2 separate regions of the Rattus norvegicus genome follow, and region 2 is linked to region 1. The links are chromatin contacts, called in public Hi-C maps. All regions are on one chromosome and are shown on one strand. Each heading gives the region's core, a stretch centred on a gene start, on an enhancer-like site or on the middle of the called end of the contact. The rest is flanking DNA. Distances are from core to core; before and after follow the strand shown. Region 1 has its middle 74 kb from the start of Zfp36l2. Region 2 has its middle 33 kb from the start of Trnai-uau2.

Evidence for each region. A called contact is a pair of places that touch in the nucleus more often than the background predicts.
Region 2: a contact with region 1 is called in a Hi-C map of liver, with 5 times the contacts expected there. The contact joins two enhancer-like sites. A contact is called at or near these places in 5 of 12 Hi-C or Micro-C datasets (hepatocytes, kidney, liver and 1 more).

The regions. Positions count from the first base shown.
Region 1 is chr6:16,314,973-16,318,141 of GRCr8, reverse strand. No RefSeq gene overlaps it. Among named protein-coding and RNA genes, the nearest start is that of Zfp36l2, 74 kb to the right of the region's middle. Within about 2 kb of position 1,486, at least 36 of the 93 cell types and tissues checked have an H3K27ac peak or open chromatin away from gene starts, as enhancers often do.
Region 2 is chr6:16,548,221-16,551,389 of GRCr8, reverse strand. No RefSeq gene overlaps it. Among named protein-coding and RNA genes, the nearest start is that of Trnai-uau2, 33 kb to the left of the region's middle. Within about 2 kb of position 1,734, at least 12 of the 93 cell types and tissues checked have an H3K27ac peak or open chromatin away from gene starts, as enhancers often do.

The DNA.
Region 1 (3,169 bases), core at 237-2,736:
TAATGTTTGCTTTCGTTTCTTAAGAGAGGGGGAAGAATTCAAAAGACAGGCAAACCCAGGATGTGTGCTCTTGCCAACAAAGACAATCAGGGTTGAGTAGGATTAGAACCAGGTCTGCAACTGAGGAAGGGGTACAACAGTTGGAGCCCCAGGAGAGCTGGCTAGGGTGTGTTCTAGAACTTGGGAAAGGATCCCTCTGGTCTAGGCAGACCACAATCAAGAGGTCAGCAATGGTGACAAATCTGGAGGTCTACTGCCCCAAGAGCACTGATGAGAATTCAACTCGGGGCAGAACAGGACCAAGAGCTCTGAGGTTTAGCCAGGTGGCCTTAACCCTTTTCCCAGTGCTCCAACCTCTCTATTGTCACCACAATGCTTGCCTAGCAGTGGCTCTGTGTGACAACGGAGCACTGAAGTCCTGGAGGCTGCAGCCTCCTGTGGGGCCAATGTTGCAGGAGAGACAGGAGAAGACAGTGCTGGGCAAAGCTTCTGGCTCCTAGGGCTGGGCTCCAGTGCACAAGGTGCTCTGGGCTCTGCTCCTCAGCTGATGGTGAAGATGTTACGACCTTAGTAGTGGGCTCTCTTGCTTTTTGTGGTTTCCTTTTTGCACCTTAGGAACAATTTCTTTTGTTCCAGATAACTGAAGGGAAAGTGGACGCTGTTTAAAAGTCTGTACCTGAGGAGCTGTCTCTTGGGGTCCCAGAGGGCAGCCTGGTGGGCTGGCATTTCTTCCTGCCTGTCCATGCAGGTATCCTCCTGGCACGGGGTTGGGGTTTGGGCTGCCTCGTATGCCAATCTGGGCCTCCTCTTGCTATTCAACTCCACTGACAGGGAAGACCAGTATGGACCTGCCCTTTCATCCTGCTTCTGACATGAAGTCATATGTACTCCCGGCCACTGTTCCATTGATCCACGGGTCACCTCTGAGAACAAGGACAAGAAGGGAAACAGATACAAGACTGCCAGCTTCACATGGGCAGGAGAAGCAACAGTAGGTCCCCAGGAGTGTGACTGTGCAAAGGCCAGCAGGATGTCACAGTCTGGGCCTAGGTAAGCTATGAGACCCAATGACCTCATCCCAGAAGCTCCAGGGCAGAAGTTGGGGAACCCAGGCCTGGGTCACAAGGTGTGGGATTCAGGGCTTCCATTCAAGAATGCAATTGGACATCCTTCCTGGGAGATATTCGGCTGAGGAAAGAGCGGGAGTAACTATGGGGCAGGGTGGAAAAGGGCCTACTGCGCTTAATCCCAGCTTGGTAGCTATCCCTATTGGTAGACAGGGACCTGCAATAGCAAAACCAGGACTGAGTTGGACCTCTAAAGGCCCCTGTGGAGATACCCTGGTGGCCTTACAGGCCAACTCTCCCAGGATATGCCAGGGTGTTAGGCTATGGTTTGTTGCCGAGAAGACGACAGAGGTGGGTGATGTCACCCAGGAATGAAGCAAGCAAGCTACTGATAACATCGACAGTCAGGCTTACTGTGGGCAAGGTGACTCATCCAGACAGCCACAGCCACCAGGACATTGTTGTTGTGCCCAGCCAGTAGGACTGGGAGGAGTGGCTCTTGCAGCTGGGACAGGTCCCTACCGAGGCCTCTGGTGAGACCTCTGGTGAGACCTCAGAACACCGTGTCCCCAACCTCTATTACCCCACCAGCTCAGGAAATAGCCCTCCCCGTGGCGGTTACCATTATCTTGGTCTCCAGCATTTGGTGGGTGTCTGTGGGGTGTGTCGGGTGATTTCCCTACCCGCCCACTGAGCACAGCAGGTACCAGAGATTCAAACAGCACACCAGTTGCTCCCCCCCCACCTCCCCCCTCCCCCGGTCGGACAACTGTCTTTGGAGACTACACCGGATGGTAAACTGCTAACCATAACCACGTGGCACCCTCATGGAAGGGACAGGCTGTTCCTCCTGCTGAAGACAACTTTAAGCCTGCCCCCAACCCATGCATCCTTACTACCTCAGAGCCTGCTGGGGCCGAACCGGTCCTTCCCCACCTGTGGGGAGTACCACAGACTTTTGTCCATGTTGAAAACTGAACAACTGGAGAAGGTTCCGTTGAGCTTTGAGGTCACGTGACTATACGTGGTGGCCCTGTTCCTTCTCGTTTTCTAAAGTACTTCTCGTTCTCCTCAGCTGCCTAGAGTTATCTATTTGGCCTGCCTTTAGTAACTTTACCCTGCCTCTGAACTTTCCCCCATTTAGCTGTTGTCTTCTATGACCTGACTTCCTTCCTTTATCCATCCCAGGAAAGAGCAGCTGAGCTGGGCAAGGAACCAGAGAGACTAGGACCTCTGAGGGTCTCATTCCAGCCGGGAAACAAGGAATAAACGGATTAACTGGATGCATAAACTAAGTGGACAGCTCTGGTAGCACAGGCCTGTGATCCCAGCTACCTGAGAAGCTGAGGCAGGAGAATGGAACATTCAGGTCCTGTCAGGGCTGTAGTGTAAACTCAAGGCCAGTCTGGGGAACCGATAGAGAACTTGCATCCAAATGAAAACATTAGAACACCCTGTATGGTGGCTCCCAGCTTAAATCCCCCCCTCCAAACACACACACACACACACACACACACACACACACACACACACACGCGCGCGCGCGCGCGCGCGCGCGCACAGAAAGCAGAAGCCTGCCCAAGCCTTGGCATGTTTGAGGCTAGCCTAATTTGCATCACAATTTCCAGGCTAGCCAGGGCTACGTTGTGAGACACTGCCTCCAAAGGAAAAGCAACGACAAAAACCAAGAAAACAAAAAGAACAAGGAGGCGGGGAATGTTGTTTAATACCGGAGTGTTTGCTCGCCTGGCCTGCATGTGCGAAGCCCTTAGTGATACCCCAGATATTGAGGAAAGCAAACCGGACCAACCACTGTACGGTAGTAAACGCTAGGCAGAGGGCAGAAGGTGTGAGGACCGGCTCAGCTGGGGCTTTCTGAGGAGAGCCCTGCAGGCAGTCACCAGGGAGCAGGGGGCAGGGCGGGGGGGGGGGGGTTTCCCAGCAAAGCCCCTCCCACCAGATTCCCTTGCCAAGGAACATTCTCCACCCCAGCGAGGTTCTGCCAGGAGCCCGTGGCACAGCCTGGGGCACTTGCTTCCTTCTCAATAAACAGGAGGCCTCTGAGGACTCCTCCAGGATGAATGAACTCTCTTACCCCGCCA
Region 2 (3,169 bases), core at 485-2,984, 230 kb before region 1:
CTCCTCCTCCTCTTCCTCCTCCTTCTCCTCTTCCTCCTCCTTCTCCTCTTCCTCCTCCTCCTCTTCCTCCTCCTCCTCCTCTTCCTCCTCCTCCTCCTCTTCCTCCTCCTCCTCCTCTTCCTCCTCCTCCTCCTTTTCCTCCTCCTTCTCCTCTTCCTCCTCCTCCTCTTCCTCCTCCTCCTCCTCTTCCTCCTCCTCCTCCTCTTCCTCCTCCTTCTCCTCTTCCTCCTCCTCCTCTTCCTCCTCCTTCTCCTCTTCCTCCTCCTTCTCCTCTTCCTCCTCCTTCTCCTCTTCCTCCTCCTCCTCTTCCTCCTCCTCCTCTTCTTCCTCCTCCTCTTCTTCCTCCTCCTCTTCCTCCTTCTCCTCTTCCTCCTCCTTCTCCTCTTCCTCCTCCTCCTCTTCCTCCTCCTCCTCTTCTTCCTCCTCCTCTTCCTCCTTCTCTTCCTCCTCCTCCTCCTCCTCCTCCTCCTCCTCCTCCTCCCCCTCCTCTTCCTCCTCCTCTTCCTCCTCCTCTTCCTCCTCCTCTTCCTCCTCCTCCTCCTCTCTCCCACCCTTTCTTTAAGGCATGGCCTGGCTATGTAACCCAGGCTGGTCTTGAACCTAAAGTGAACCTCCTGCAGGACCACAGGCATGTGCTTCCACGCCCATCTCTGAGGCTGGAAACTTTAGTTCATCTCTTTATCTTCAGGCCTCCTTCTAAAATACTGTTATTACACAATGCAGATCAGAACAATGATAAATAAAACAACAACAATAAAACCACACACACACACACACACATGCACACACACACGCACACATACACACATACAGACGCACACGCAATGACATAATGAACACCTATGGAGCTATGAAACAGTTTCAGAGATAGAATTATGAAAGCAACCACAGCCCTTAAGCGCAGCTCCCCAGTGTACGTCTCTTCTGCCCTCCCACCCCTGCCAAAGTAACCTTCAGCCTACATTTTGGGGTTTCTCATTGTCTTTACTCTTTTCTAGAGCTACATGCAAGTTTTTGGCTGTCGTTATTTTGAGGAAGATCTCTTGTAGCCCAGGCTAGCCTCAGATTTATTATATAGTCGAGGCTAGCCTGCTTCTCCTACTTTCAGCACCTAAGTGCTGGAATTATAGGTATGCAACTGTTACCTGGCTTATATAATAGCTAAAATTATTAGAATATAGTAATTATACCTAATGATGAGCTTCATTATGACATTATCATACATGTATAATATATTTTGATCATACTCACCCCCATTACGTCTCTTGTTCCTCTCCTCATGTGTAATTCTTAAAAATTCTACTTATTTACTTATGAGCATTCTGTGTGCATGCCAGAACATGGCACTAGATCCCATCACAGATGGTTGTGAGCCACCATGTGTGTGGTTGGTGGGAATCGAACTCAGGGCACCCAGTGTTATTAACGGCTGAGCCATCTCTCCAGCTCCATGTGTGAGTTTTTAAAAGGCATTTCCAGGGTTGTTTAGCATACTTTGGAATCTCGAATAAATTGTGACATCGTAGTATTCTGCAATTAGCTTTTCCTCCCCGCACGCGGGTCAGACTCAGCCTGCTGGCATGTGTTACTCTGGCCCACTCGTTTTCAGTGTGGCTGAGAATCTGATTGCATGAAGATGTCATTTTTCCAAGGAGTCCTTGCAGTCCCAGGGGCTGGAGTGGATGGTCCACCCCAGTGGCTCTGATCACGGGCGTAGCCACCTCTGTGGGGACTCTCCCACCTTCTCCCCACCCCTGTGGGATGGCAGGGCTGGGCTCGTTCCTTCTTCGCCTCACTGAACCATTGCTTCACTGAGCAGGAATTCAAGTGAATTTTCAGCAACCCTTGTGTTTCCCATAAATCAGTGTCGAAAGTGAAATCCTAGCACGAGGGACTGCAATTGCAACCAGCTGAGCACAGCGGGGCAGACTAATTTGAGCCTGCCCTGAGTGGACATGGGTTTTTGACAAGAAGGCTTTGCCAAGCCCTCTTTAGCACCTAGAGACGTGCTAGGCTCAGTGCCAGCCCATGAGCTGGCCCAGGCTTAGGGGGCCCACCTTCTCTCTGTGCTGACCCCTCCTGCCTTGCCCAATGACCTGCAAGGTGGCCTTTGAACCAGGAGCAGGCTGTGCTGTGGGTTCACATCTTTGCTCCTATGAAGCTGCTCGACCCCAGTACTCAGAGCTCCGGGTGCTGCTTGGTGGCTTTCCAGGACTGGTCACTTCTGCCTTTGCGTCACTAATGCCATCAATGCCATGGCTTAGGCTATAGAAATGTATTTTCTCACAAGTGTGGAAGCTGGAAGTCCAAGGTTGAGCTGTCAGGGTCAGGGGCTTCTCTAGCCTCCCCTTCTTGGCTGGCCATCTCTTTCCTTGGTGGTCCCCTCTACACTGAGCCCCTGGCCTCTCTCTGCTCCCCTCTTCTCTCCTTATAAGGACACTAGTCACACGGGGTTAGGGCCCACCCTGGCAATCCCATCTTAATGGTCTCCTCTGTGCTTATGTCTCCAAATATGGTTGCGTTTTTAGGCGCCAGGGGCTTGGGCCTCTACCGGGGAGTTTGAGAGTACCCAGTTCAGCCCATGACAGGGCTTATGGGGTCATATACAGGGTGGCCATGGGATTGTACAACAGTGTCATAGCTAAGAGGAATTATTTACATCATTGTACTTTGCATGTGTGTGTGTGTGTGTGTGTGTGTGTGTGTACCTCTGTCTCTCTGTCTTTCTCTCTGTGTATACATCTCTCTCTCTCTCTCTGTGTGTGTGTACCTCTGTCTGTCTCTCTGTGTATACCTCTGTCTCTCTCTCTCTCTCTGTGTGTATTCCTCTGTCTCTCTCTGTCTCTGTCTCTCTCTGTGTGTGTATACCTCTGTCTCTGTCTCTTTTTCTGTGTGTGTGTACCTCTGTCTCTCTGTCTCTGCCTCTGTCTCTCTCTCTCGCTCTGTGTGTGTGTGTGTGTCCCTCCTGTCTGTGTACTTATACATGTGAAGACATGAGGTCAATATTGGTGATCTTTCTTAATCAGTTTCCACCTTAGTTTTTGAGACAAGATCTCTTAGCAGTTCCAGAATGCTCTGATTTGACTGAGCTGGCTGACCAACAAACCCCAGGGAGCGCTGTCTGCTGCATCACCCCAAGGTTACAGGTGCTGATGTGGTTCCCACACCT